Linked DNA regions of Mus musculus: regions 1 and 3 are each linked to region 2. Evidence: chromatin contacts called from public Hi-C data. All regions are on one chromosome and are shown on one strand. The core of a region is the stretch at or near the end of the contact, and the rest is flanking DNA. Distances in the headings are between cores, read along the strand shown. Region 1 holds the start of 4931406H21Rik (RIKEN cDNA 4931406H21 gene). Region 2 overlaps Gm32123 (predicted gene, 32123). Region 3 overlaps Zmiz1 (zinc finger, MIZ-type containing 1).

The links. Hi-C and Micro-C count contacts between places; a contact is called where the count stands out from the background.
Region 1: a Hi-C map of the C2C12 cell line shows a contact between it and region 2, with 2.3 times the contacts expected there. The contact joins the promoter of 4931406H21Rik here to the enhancer-like site in region 2. A contact is called at or near these places in 1 of 39 promoter capture datasets (embryonic stem cells), 2 of 15 datasets of contacts at CTCF or cohesin (large pre-B cells and pro-B cells), 13 of 484 Hi-C or Micro-C datasets (the AML12 cell line, the C2C12 cell line, Th1 cells and 9 more), 5 of 115 datasets of contacts at active chromatin or transcription factors (astrocytes, differentiating embryonic stem cells, embryonic basal ganglia and 2 more) and 4 of 9 other capture datasets (embryonic stem cells, embryonic tail, embryonic trunk and 1 more).
Region 3: a Hi-C map of CD8 T cells shows a contact between it and region 2, with 2.9 times the contacts expected there. The contact joins two enhancer-like sites. A contact is called at or near these places in 2 of 39 promoter capture datasets (hippocampal neurons and liver), 1 of 15 datasets of contacts at CTCF or cohesin (large pre-B cells), 24 of 484 Hi-C or Micro-C datasets (B cells, CD8 T cells, the CH12 cell line and 18 more), 26 of 115 datasets of contacts at active chromatin or transcription factors (the 230-238 cell line, VIP interneurons, bone marrow-derived dendritic cells and 20 more) and 4 of 9 other capture datasets (adipose tissue, embryonic stem cells, embryonic trunk and 1 more).

Annotation. Positions count from the first base shown.
Region 1 is chr14:25,585,056-25,588,912 of GRCm38.p6, reverse strand. It overlaps 4931406H21Rik (RIKEN cDNA 4931406H21 gene), which reads right to left and starts at 2,109. Exons shown (of 1, transcript NR_033492.1): 1 at 1-2,109. The region is part of intron 6 of Zmiz1 (zinc finger, MIZ-type containing 1); the gene reads right to left. Gm32497 (a long non-coding RNA gene) reads left to right here. Exons shown (of 4, transcript XR_003951081.1): 4 at 1-3,857. RefSeq lists an enhancer at 457-3,751.
Region 2 is chr14:25,111,479-25,115,619 of GRCm38.p6, reverse strand. It overlaps Gm32123 (predicted gene, 32123), which reads right to left. Exons shown (of 3, transcript NR_153781.1): 3 at 2,689-4,141. Among named protein-coding and RNA genes, the nearest start is that of Gm32123, 4.3 kb to the right of the region's middle. Within about 2 kb of position 2,564, at least 24 of the 459 cell types and tissues checked have an H3K27ac peak or open chromatin away from gene starts, as enhancers often do. A contact at or near this core is called in the C2C12 cell line, CD8 T cells, Th2 cells and 1 more, where this site is marked.
Region 3 is chr14:25,471,405-25,475,403 of GRCm38.p6, reverse strand. The region is part of intron 1 of Zmiz1 (zinc finger, MIZ-type containing 1); the gene reads right to left. Among named protein-coding and RNA genes, the nearest start is that of Zmiz1, 14 kb to the right of the region's middle. Within about 2 kb of position 2,288, at least 170 of the 459 cell types and tissues checked have an H3K27ac peak or open chromatin away from gene starts, as enhancers often do. A contact at or near this core is called in CD8 T cells and bone marrow-derived macrophages, where this site is marked.

The DNA of each region.
Region 1 (3,857 bases), core at 860-3,359, 470 kb before region 2:
ACCCACCTCCTTTGTAGTTGATAGATCTTGTAAGTCAATATTTTGGGACAGTGCTTATTTTCTGTGCCTAGTGTACTCAAGGGCAGCTTCTGTACCTGACAACTCTAAAACTAACTAACTAACTAACTAACTAACTAACTAACTAACTCTCTCTCTCTTTCACACACACGCATACACACACACTTACATGCTTTCTCCCTGTCTCTGCTACCTCTGTCTCTGTCTCTCTCTCTCACTCTCTCACACACACATTCCTAAATAAATAAAAACAATCTGCTCAGTCTATATAGTGCTACTTATACAGATGTTTTGAGGGCTGACCACTTAGTGTTGGACGGCCATTCGGTATGCTCTTCCTTGGTAAGCTGGTTGGTGTTTTTAAAAGGTTAACCTGACGACATCCCAGGCATTCCCACATGGCCCTTGTTTTTAGTGGCCACTGTGGCCATGGAGAAACTCAGCCCTTTCCCTGAGTGCAATGCTCTTCCCACATCTGCCTGCTTTCTAACACAGCTCTGCCTCTTCTCCAAAGTGAGGTTTTAATACCCTGGGGATCATCCAACTGCCCTCCCCCCAGTTCCTTAGCCTGGGAATGCTGGGCCCACAAGTTTCCTCCCACTGGTCCTCTTTGTTGAAGAGCAGAGCAAGGTTACAGGAGCCCATGGCACAGCCCTCAGCGAGATGGGAGTTGGGGGAACCAGGGTCATTGCCCCAGTCTTCCTGGGTCACTCAGGAGGAGGGATAGCTTCCTGGGGCCCAAACTGGACTCGCTTTCAAGCAAATTCTGTCACTAGCACTGAGAACTATAGGGCTGGAGTCTGTCTGTCCCTCTCAGAGCCTCGATTTCCTCCTCTGTAAATGGGTGTGCTAACAACAGAGCCCCAGTGACCTCTCCCATGGCACAGAGAACACAGGTTTTGGCCACAACACATATCTGATGGTTAGTCAGTTCCCACAGGCTGGCAGTAAAATCCAGAGCCATTTCCATGGGATCTGGCCTGGGAGGGGCGAAGGCCCGGCAGAAGGAAGGAAGCCAAGCCCTCCCCCACAGCCCAGCTCTGCAGAGTTCACATGGGGGTGGGGGTGGGGATGGTGTCCAGGAGGAAGTCTGTCCCTGGCCTTGAGAAGGTGCCCCAGCCTGCCAGGCAGGCTGGTGTTTCAAGGACAAGGCCTTGCCTTCCTGCTATCTCTGGGGGAACTGGCAGCCACTAACAAATCCCCTGCAATCTGCACCCACCAATCCTGCCTGCTCGCTGGGCAGCCAAGAGCCGTTTTTCACGGGGAGCTGCACACAGCTTTGTCTTAGAGAGACAGCTCTGGCGGGTGCCCCTGAATGGGGCTATTTGTCCTCCATGCTGAAGGGAAGGCAGCTGAATGCTCTGTTGGGGTGGGCAGAGGCAGAGAGGGTGGAGAAAGGCTATGGGGGAGGGTGAAGGTAGAGATAGCAGCCACGACACTATGAGAGACCAGAAGTGCTGTCCACCACGGAGGTGTCTCAGAGTCACCATGCAGCTCGGTGAGTGCAAAAAAAAATCTTGTTTCCACAGCAATGGGACACTGGTATATGACCGGCCTTCCCTGGTGTAAAGAGCCCTGGCTGGTAGAAGTTGAAATGACCTGACTGGTTTTGGGTGCCTTTGTCCCATCCCAGCCCCACGACAAATTAACTACGGGGCTGCCACACTAGTGCCGTAGAAGGCCCCATTCCAGCCCCTATCCCTGAACTGAGAGCTCTAGAGTGAGACCCAGTATCTCTTAAGAGCCTCTTCCACAGATCACAGGCAGAGAGAGGCAAGGCATGTCTCAGTGTCTCCACTAAGACCAGCTGACATCTGACAGGCACATGACTCATTAGGGAAACAGAGCAGGCATGCATCTGGGGACTTAAAGCCAGCAAGCGACATTATTTCCACTCCCGTTCTGGGACCTGGGCTGCTGTACTGGAAGGTGTGCTTAGAACAGAGGTCAGAGGTCAGAGAACCCAGTAGACTTTACCCATCTTGGGGATGCAGACCCAAGGTTTCCATTCAAAGGATGCAGAACATCTGCGTGATGGTGCTACTCCACGAAGAGCAAGTAAGTGCACATAACTAACAGGCATGTCCTAAAACCACACAGCAGTCCCACGTCCACAGCCAGCTCTGGGCAGCCTGGCTGTGTTAAGATTGGCAAACACCCTCTGCCTGTCCCCACTTGAATCATTCCTCTGCCTCCTGTGGTCCCTTCTCCAAAAGCTTGCTGGTGCCTGTCAGGATGGCCTGGGTATTCTTGATGCCTCCCACAGTAGCTGGGTGCCTATTCTACCAATAGTCCCTTTAAACCACCCAAGCATCCAAGCATTGGCTATGCCAGGGAGAAAAAAGAAGACAAAAAAAAAAAAAAAAGCAGCTGGCACCCCCACCTGTGCCCCAGCCCCATTATGGATAGCTTGGGGCGCATCTTCCTTTCCTTTGGTCCCTGGGCTGCTTACCTTCTGGGCTCTGACATTCTCTATTCTGCTATTTCAACATGTGCTGGCTGCTCAGAGGGTCAGCTGAGGCTACATAGATCTATTCAAGCATAGACACCAGCGGAGGCATGCAGGCAACTCTTGGGGACCCTCGGACATGGCGACTGCCTGGTTTCTCGCTCCCATGTAGGCTGAACAGAAGGCTGAACCACTGAGTGAGCGCCCAAGAGGCTGACATTACAGTACAGCCTGCCAAGTTACTCTGGGCTGGCATGCGGTGGTGGAGGGGGCTGATGGGCATTGCTACAGCCTTGGAGGAGAGCCTGGGATGTGTCAGGTGCTGGGGGCTGGGCAGGTGACCTTCTATCTAGGAAGGGGTGGGGGGTGTGGGAGGGTGCAGCCGGCCCCTCAGGAGCCTCAAGATGAGGATGCAAGTGCATGTGCGCATGCGTGCTCCTGCTCCCGTGCGCGCAGAGGCTAAAGGCTGCAGCAGAACAAAGAGTTGGGGGCTGGGCATCAGAGGGCCCCACGTGGAGGCGGCTGCCTGGGCGGCTTGCTGTAGTGTCTGGGCTGTGCTCAGCTCTGCATTCCGTCTCTGTCTCTCTCATTTTCGTGCCATACAGTGCTGCCCCCAGGCCTGAGCCTGCTCACCGTCACCACCCTGCTCACTGCCACAACCACGCACACAGCCCAACTCTTTGGTAGCATTCTTGACAAAGCATCTCCCCTCACAACATGATCTCATTGCAGGGCCTTCTCAGGCCCCAGCCTGGCCTCCTGACAGGCGAGACAGAAGGCAGAAGGGTGGGAGAGGCGCCCATAGATGCAGCTAGTTGCGCGTGCACACACTGCTCAGCCATTCCGTAACAGTCATACACCACCCCCAGAACCCACACACATCTGTGAACACCTATAGGTCTCTGTGCACTGAAACCCCTCCACCATCACAGGACTCCTCAGGTACATGTGTTCATACTCAACAGTCAGACATACCAGGCATGAGCATACACGAGTATGCAAACAGACAGACAGACATGTGCATGTGCATGACATACAGCCACACACACAGAGATGCAGACCTTGTACACACATACCCATACAGTCAGACATACCAGGCATGAACATATATGATCATGCAAACACACATATATACATACATATACACATTACATACATATGTACATAAATACACACATAATACAATGTACACATGCATGACATACAGCCACACACAGACCATGTACATACCCACACAGCCAGAAATACCAGGCATGAATACACAGGGAGATGGCCTTGAACACACTTATAGCACTCCACACTCACAATGCACACATGCACGATACTTATAGCACTCGACACTCACAATGCACACAGGCACGATCCACAGCCACGAGACGCACATACTTCA
Region 2 (4,141 bases), core at 1,315-3,814:
TTAGAATCATATGAATCCAGGTGACAGCGTCCATGTGACAAGTGGAAGACCAAGCTCACGAGAGTAGGGAAGTCACTCTGGGACCCTTTGAGCATCCTCTAGCAGGAGCACTCTTGTGCCCAGCTTCAGTGCCCTTCAGGAGACGATTAGAGTCATCTCAAGGAAGGCTGAATTGGGGGCACCAAGCCTCCGTGGACTCAAGAGCATCTTCACTCCAGCATCCCTTATGCGCCTCATAATGGATCCTTTCTTTAAACATTACACCCCTCAATTAGCTCATAATTGCTGTCCATGCCCTATGAATTATGCATTGTGTGAGGCAAATACAGGTTCCCAGGCACTGGACAAATCGCAAGCTGTTGAAGAAGCTGGGGTAATTACCAAAACAATCCTGGGACCCTGGGGAAGGGAATGCATTTCTTGCCTCTCCTCCCTGCCTTCTTCCACGCATGACTGGGGTTCGTCCCCCCACCCCACCCCGGGCTTCAGTCAGTAGTGTCTGGGTTCAGAGCCTGTACCCTGTGCCCAGGAAGATGTTGACGCTCACTCTGTTTCAGTGCCCTTACTACTTACAGCCTCGCCAGCCCTTTGCATCCTTAGCTTGAAGCATTTGCTCCCTCTTGAGTTTGTGTGTTTCATAGGGCTGGGTTTTGGGTAAGGATCACCTTTGTGGCAAAACAGAGATGGTGGCTTGTTCAGCAAGTGACAAATGTCATGGCAGTGGATGGCTTAAAGCTATTTTTTTCTTTTTTTGAAAAGGGACAAAGAGGCCACTTGGGAAGCACTCGCGTTAATTACAAGGGAATTTACATTTATTGAAACTTCTCAAACCCTCTAACAGAGGGTTAAGATATGTATTCAAAAAGCAATAAAATAGCAGTCCTTCCCTTATGCTCAGCCACCCATGCTGGTTCTCCACCATCTACCCTTGCATGCAAGTTGTCTTGAGTCATTTGGTTAATGCTATACATAAACACATGTGTGCACTCATGGCAATCTTATATTGAGCAGAGGGTAACTGTCTTTCTATGGATCCCCCCCATTCTTCCTAGATATTCATTTGAAGAATAACCAATCACTACAATTATCTTTCTATCCAGACAGCTTGAATAAGGTATCTTTAGATTTTTGCATTCAAATCTTTTTCTATAAAACAACTTAGTTCTTACAAGTTTATTCAGCTTAAAGGAATGAAGGCTTATTCTAGATTCTATGCATTTTGATCTCTGTGTGTCTGTCAGTCTCTTCCTCCCCCTCCCTCCCTCCCCCTCCCTCCCTCCCTCCCTCCCTCCCTCCCTTCAGCATTGCCCCCCAAGGTCTAATACATGCTAGGTAAGGACTCTAGCACTGAGCTATATCCTTTTTATTAATTTTGAAACAGTTTTAATAATTTGCCCAGGCTGGCCTTGAACTCACTCCCTAGCTCAGGCTGCTCTTGAACTTGTGACTCCTCAGACCTTCAAGTCCCTCTGACTTTCTTACACATCTTTCATGGAATTCATACTGAGCCGACTGCTATGCCAGGCTTTTAATATTTCTGCCATTCATCTAGTTATTCTTTAAATGTTTATTTAGAGCTATTATGTGCCATTGCGCTGGGCCAGAAACTGGAGTTGCCAAAGTCGTGGTCCTTGCTTTTAAGTAGCTCATGATCTTTCAAAGAAGACAGAAGGCCATCGAATCCTGAGCTGATGACCTGAACTCAGGGCTCAGTATGGCAAACAAAAGGCCAAGGACTGAGCTTAAACCTTAGCATCTCCACTTCCGGAACTTCATAATCTTTGTGGATCTCAGTTTCTTTATCTGTAAAATGGGAGGAAGTAGGAATACAAGTGGGCAACGTTATGAACATTCTCTTCACAAAATTTTAGAATCCATTTGTACTTTTTAAAAGTCAGTCATGCATTGGTTTGAAATTTTACTAAGATACAAATTCCAACCAAGTGGGCACCAGTATGAACACTGCTACTTTCTTCACGGAACAAAAGATAAAACTGAGCTAATTACTTTTGATATCAAAAGGTCAATTATTTGTAGGTTCCAAATCCTCCCCCCTGTGGTCATCTCTTTGGCAGGAAACATGACTAAGCCTGTGGGAGTGGAAAGAGGAGGATGGGCTGGGCTTATCTAGTGGCTTGGAGTCAGCTGGGGAGCTGAGGTCAGGCAATGGGAGGAAGGATCAAATTTAAATGAAGAGAAAGGTTGAAGTTGCTAGCAAAGGAGCTGGACTTCAGAGAGGGCCCAGGCGCATGAGGCTACTTCACATAACAATGTTTTTCCTTTACTTATTCAACAACATGTTCTTCCATACCAGTCTGGGCAGGTGCTGGTCACACAGGGTGATCCCTCTCCTGGGAAGGTTTGTGATCTAGTTAGGAGGATCAGACATTTCAAAAACCCAAAGGTGGGTGACAATTGCTGGCAGATTAGTCTACATGGCCATCGAACCAGATCTGGCCTGCAGTCAGGGAGGCTGTATTTGAGCGAGTGACAATGGATCTGTGATACAGAGGAAAGAGCTACCAAGGAGTAAGGGAGTCACTACGCAGACGTGGAACAGCATGATGGTGCTGAGGAGCAGCACGAGCTGACTACAGGAACCGTGACTCACCAGTTTTGGTGAAAGTGGTGTTTACCAGCTTTCAGTAAAAAGGGAGAAGGAAGATTGAACCAGAAAGGCAACGACGCTTTGTGTTCATCCATAAGACGGTTTTTTACACAACCATAAAAATATACAGAGAGCACTGAGATACTCGAATGTCAAGATTTCAGAAGCAGTATCAATGGTGTTAGTTTCTTCTAGAAGGGCTTGCATGGGAGCCCTGGCTCTTGCTTTTCACGAGTAAACCATATGTGAGCTTTAAGAGCTCCTGGAAGCAGAAGCCGGTGAGCATCAGTCCTAATCAGGTTCTCTCTCCAGCCCTCACTTCTGACCCCCGAGTCTTCCTGAGAACTGCTGCTGCTCTGACCAGTGAGAACTCGGGAACTACAGCCATTTCTGTTACTCTAGTTCCCTCAACAAGTGCCTCTATGTGTTATGTGGGTAGAGAAAAAAGGGGGGGGGGTTGACAATTCATCAAGTCTAGGAAAGAGATTAAGTAACTACTCGGGCTTTAATTGTGTGCCTTATCGGAGAGTTTGATGTTTGTAACATGCATTATAAGTCTCTAACTGGGGACATAATTAGGAATATTTTCCAAACACATTTGATCTGAAAACATGCTTTTCCTGCGAATCCTGGGCAGATGTGTTTCAGAGTTTGTTTTTGGTAACTGCTACTTAAGTGAGTACCTTAAGTCTGAAACCTCAGTGGACTGGATTGTAGAGGTCACTTTGTCCAAACCTTCCGTGCAACAGAAGGCTGTGACTAAATCCCAGTGACCTTAATCCACCTTGCAGGTGTCACTGCAGACACACCCCTTCCACCAGATACTGTGATGCTGTAGGCGAGAAAAGTGGCACCAAGAGTAGTGATGTCCCTATGTCCTGTGGTGCTACTGCCAGCCAGTTCTGGCTCTGGCCCTCAGTTTCAAGGTGTGTTCAACAAGTACTAAGCATCTGTGGTTCTGAGGACTCAACACTACCTGACAAGTACCTGGCACACCAGAATCACACAGGAGAGTTGTCAGCCAGCTGGCATCTCACCCCAAGAAACACGCACCCTGCTTTATACAACCAATTATATGCAAATATTCTTTGTAGGATATGCAAATACTCATGGCATTTTCTATAGCATTAGGTTTTAGTCTTATTTCTAAGAAAACATACTGAATTCAAGGGCCAGGAGAAACATTCTATTCTATCTGCTGGTGCACCAACCTCCCAGCAAGCTCTTTGATTATTTAACCTGGTGTTAATTTCATTAAGAACAAATGCACCAGACTTTATTATCCTTTAGAAGAACGGAGGCTTCAGAATTAGAACACTGCATATTTATGAGTGTGGGGTGTGTGTGTGTGTGTGTGTGTGTGTGTTTGTGTATGCACAAGCATGAACATGGAGGCCAGAGATCAATGCTGGGTATCTTCCACAATCCTTTCCCATCATATGTTTTTGAGGCAGGGTCTCTCACTGATCTTGCAGCTCACTGCTTCCACTAGACAGGCTGATCAGCAAATCCCTGGAATTCTCCTCTCTGCTG
Region 3 (3,999 bases), core at 1,039-3,538, 360 kb before region 2:
CACCACCACCAAGCCAGGTACAGAGTGAAGAACAATCAAGGCAGAGCTTACTAACCCTCCCTGCTGTTCTCCATGAGAAATCCAAATAAAATAAGGCGTGTACTTATCACTAGAAGGGACCCCAAAGAGAAAAAATTAAAGTAGCTGTTCAAACAAGGCAAATCAAGGCACTACTCAGGCAGAAACAGAAAGCACCGGTTTGAAGCTGGATGCTAGCCAACGGTAAAGAATCAGTGATAGTCTTGGGACTTGGAAAAAAAGAAAGATGACATTTTTTTAAAGATCCCAAAAAGGTGGGAACCATGTTGGGGACCCCACTCGCTGAGTATCTGGGTGTTCTGTGCAGCAGAGCCATCCGGATGATGGTAGAGGCTTCCTTCTAAGCACTCGTGGCTACACCCAGCTTGACTCAGGGTTTCTCTGACCCAGGCACTGTCTGGGGACACATCTCAAAGCAGGAAGAAGGCAGAAAGCTAGTGGGCCCCCAAGGGGACCTCAGCGAACAGACAAGTAAGTCTCTCACTGTCAAGCTGTAAAGAACTGGTTTCTGTGGCTGTGCACACAGCCCAGGGCTGGGAAGATGGCTCAGAGGGTTAAGAGCTTAGGGCCTGACTCTGATTCCCCAGAACCCACGTAAAAAGGGCTGTTTCACCCGTCATTCCAGTGCTGGAGAGGCAAGTCAGTGAGAGACTCCCACTCAAAGCCAAACCAAAACAACCTCAATGGGTCCGAGTAGATGGCTCAGCTGGTAAAGGGTATTGCTGTACAAACCTCGTGGCCTGAGTTCAATCCCAGCACTTCACAATCCCGACTTCATAGACCCTCTGGCCACCATACATGCACCGTAGCATACGCATCCACATAAGCACACACCAGGCACACAAATGTCTCCTCACTAATAGCAGATCCTTTAACAGGAAAAGATGAATGGCGCCTGAGGAATGATCTGAGGTGATCTCCTAGCCTCAACAAGAAACACAGACCCGCTGTCACCCACAAAGTGAGACTCTTCCAGAAGGGAGACCTGACATGAAACCTGTGTGGGGTTGGGGGGGAGGGGGGCGTCTAGTGTGAGGATTCTGCCTACTTGGTAACAAAAAGGCACGAACAGGCTTCCAACAGCATTCCAGACGCAGGCATGGACTCAGGGTCCCACAATGCAGGGAGAGCATAGGGCTTGTCCAGATCACGAGGCTGTGAGGTAGCAGGAGTGAGTGACTAACTAGTTAGTAGACTCTGGTCAGGGCTGTTTCCAGGGGTAGGAAACACAGCTGGGAACTGAAGGGAAGGAAGACCTATTCGAGTGACTGCTGGTTCCCTAAGACAGAAAACAAAAACAAAAACAAAACAGCATTGCTCCTCCCTCCCTCCCTCCCTCCCTCCCTCCTTCTCTTCCTCTCTTCCTCCCTTCCTCCCTTCTCTCCTTTTCTCCCTCCCTTCCCACTTCATTCATGTTGGAGTAGAACTTTGAACCTCAGACTGCTAGATAAGCATTCTACTATTGAGCTACATACACCAGAGCACTTGGACTTATATTTCCCACCACCACCCCCCAAAAAATTCCCAGATGTCTCCAGGTTCCAGACTCTAGCCTGCAACTGCCTGCCCACTGAGTGTAACTGGGCTCCAGAGAACTCAGGCAGCCTGCCCCAGCCTACTCAGCCTCACTCCCTTCCTATTTTATAGATCAGTAATTTGAGCTGGAGAAGATGTGAAACCATTTCCTCCAGGCCCTACTAGTCCCAGACCTGGGGGAAACCTGGTCTACCTCTAAAGGCATAAAGGGCCCAAAGTGGGTGTGGGGCAGCCAAAGTCTGATGTCGATTTAGCCTGGGGTCAGCTATGCACAGCAGTGGGTGCCTGGGCTGGGTTGGGCTGCTTGACTCTCAGTCTGGTTTCTTTGTCTTGTGTGGACAAGGCTGAGCTCAAATGCACCTGCTTGGGCTGCAGGGCTGCGGGGGAGGCTGCAGCTTGAGCTTGGCTGACTTGAGACTCTGAGCGATCAGGCAGAGAGAGGAAACAGTGAGAACACGCTGCTCACCTACTGCTGTGGGCAGGGGACATCCTCTGAGGCTACTTGGGACAGGGCAGGGCAGGGTCCCCCCATAGCATGACACCAGAAGGCAAAACTGGCAGTGTCCAGCAAAGTTAAGGGCCACCCTGACCCATACTGGTTCAGGCCACTTTCAGGGCGAGGGAAAATGACCCAGGGCATGTGCTGGCTCAGACCAGAGTCAGCTGGCCTGGTTTGCTGACAACCCCTCCACCCACCTCGTGCTCTACTCTCTGCAACCCTGGCTGTGGGGACTTCCCTCTTTGTGTCCCTGCAGTCTCAAGGTGCAGGCAAGGGCAATCAGGCTACAGACACTTGGATCTAGACACTTGATGACATATCTTTTTAGGGAAATAGATGAGCAAAAGTGGGAGACAGGCCTGAAGAGGGCAAAGGGACCACCTGTCACATGAGAAGACAGATTAAGACAGCAAGCTAAGTATCCCCATGCCTACATGTTCCTGAAGGGTAAACTGAGGCTCAGAGACTGGAAAGTGCCTGCCACAGGCAACTTGGAGTTAGGAAGAACCCCAGGACAGTCATCCTGGGTCCATCTCATGGAACCAAGACAGAGCTGCCTTCTCTGACCCCAACCTCAAGTTCAGGAAGTTGCAACACTTCCTTGTTTCCATAGTAACTAGCTACTGCTCCAGGAATACACTGAAATGTTTTTGTTACCTCCTCTGTGCAGGCCCTGGGCCAACCTGTGAGGACAGGGATGGATGGACGGACAGACGGACGGAGAAAGGGAGTGTGAAGGGAGACCCAGTCCCAGCCCCAGCCTAGGATGATAGCAAGCAACTAAGAAAGAGAGCAGAGGGGAGGGAGGAGGGAGAGCCTTCAGTGGAGAACCTTCCCAGCATCTGATACTATCAGGGGACAAGCTCAGGGGTACAGCTTTTGACCTGACTTCTCAGGGATGAGTAGACGTTCACCAGACCGAATGAAGAGGCTAGAGAAAATGTCAAGGCTCCGGCCTTGAGGTACCTCTCACCTTCAAAAGCTGCAGTGTGCTGTGTGAGCCTGGTGGCTCAGCTGCTTGGGAGGCTGAGACAGGTGAAAGGGAAGTGAAAGGCCCCACCTGTACTGCAGAGTGTCAGTTCAAGGTCAGCTTGGGCAACCAAGAGAGACCTTGTCACCAAATAAGAAATTAGTAGGGATTGGCATGTAGCTTAAGACACATGACTCTGGATTTGACCCCCAACCTTGAATAACCCATATGTGTGGGACCTGCCTATGGTCCCAGCACTTGGAAGATGGCAGCTGGAGGTTGGAGAATTCAAGGCATCCTCAGCTGTACAGTGAATGCCAGGCCTGAACCTCAGAAAGTCTCATCAAGTCCGGGAGGGGACCTCCGTGGTACAGTACTTGCCTAGCGTGGCTAAAGCTCCAGGTTTGATCCCCAGTACTATGAAGGAAAGAGGGGAGGGAGGGAGAGAAAATGGTAGTGGGGGGACTAGAACTCAGCACAGAAAGCAGAGAAGATGAAGGCTTGATCACTGACCAAAAAGGAAGATCGAGACCACAATGCAAAGTGTGGACCAGATGCCCAGGCCCCTTCCCAATTTCAAGTGTCTAATGGGCGTGCTGACAGAGTAGGTACTGTAGCAGTGACAGTACAGGTGACAACCCTAAAGGATTCTAGATAACCACTCTCTCCGAGGGGAACAGGACTGGGGACTGGACAAATCCACAGCCCGGTTCTCAGGCTAGTGAGAGACGCTCCCTAACTGTCCCAGGGAAGCAGCCTAAGTGAATGAAGGCTTTAAGAACCTTGAGAACTGCGCACAGGTTGCTGCTTTGCTTGTCGTCTCCCCATCCTGCATGCACTTGGTCCAGCAGGGAGAAGGCCAGCCTCAGAGAGTGGAGAATGGAGGCAGAGGGAGGCCAGAGCGCTAGGGTAGGCGCACCCAGCACCTTGCTAGTTTTATTTCCCCTCTCTGAGC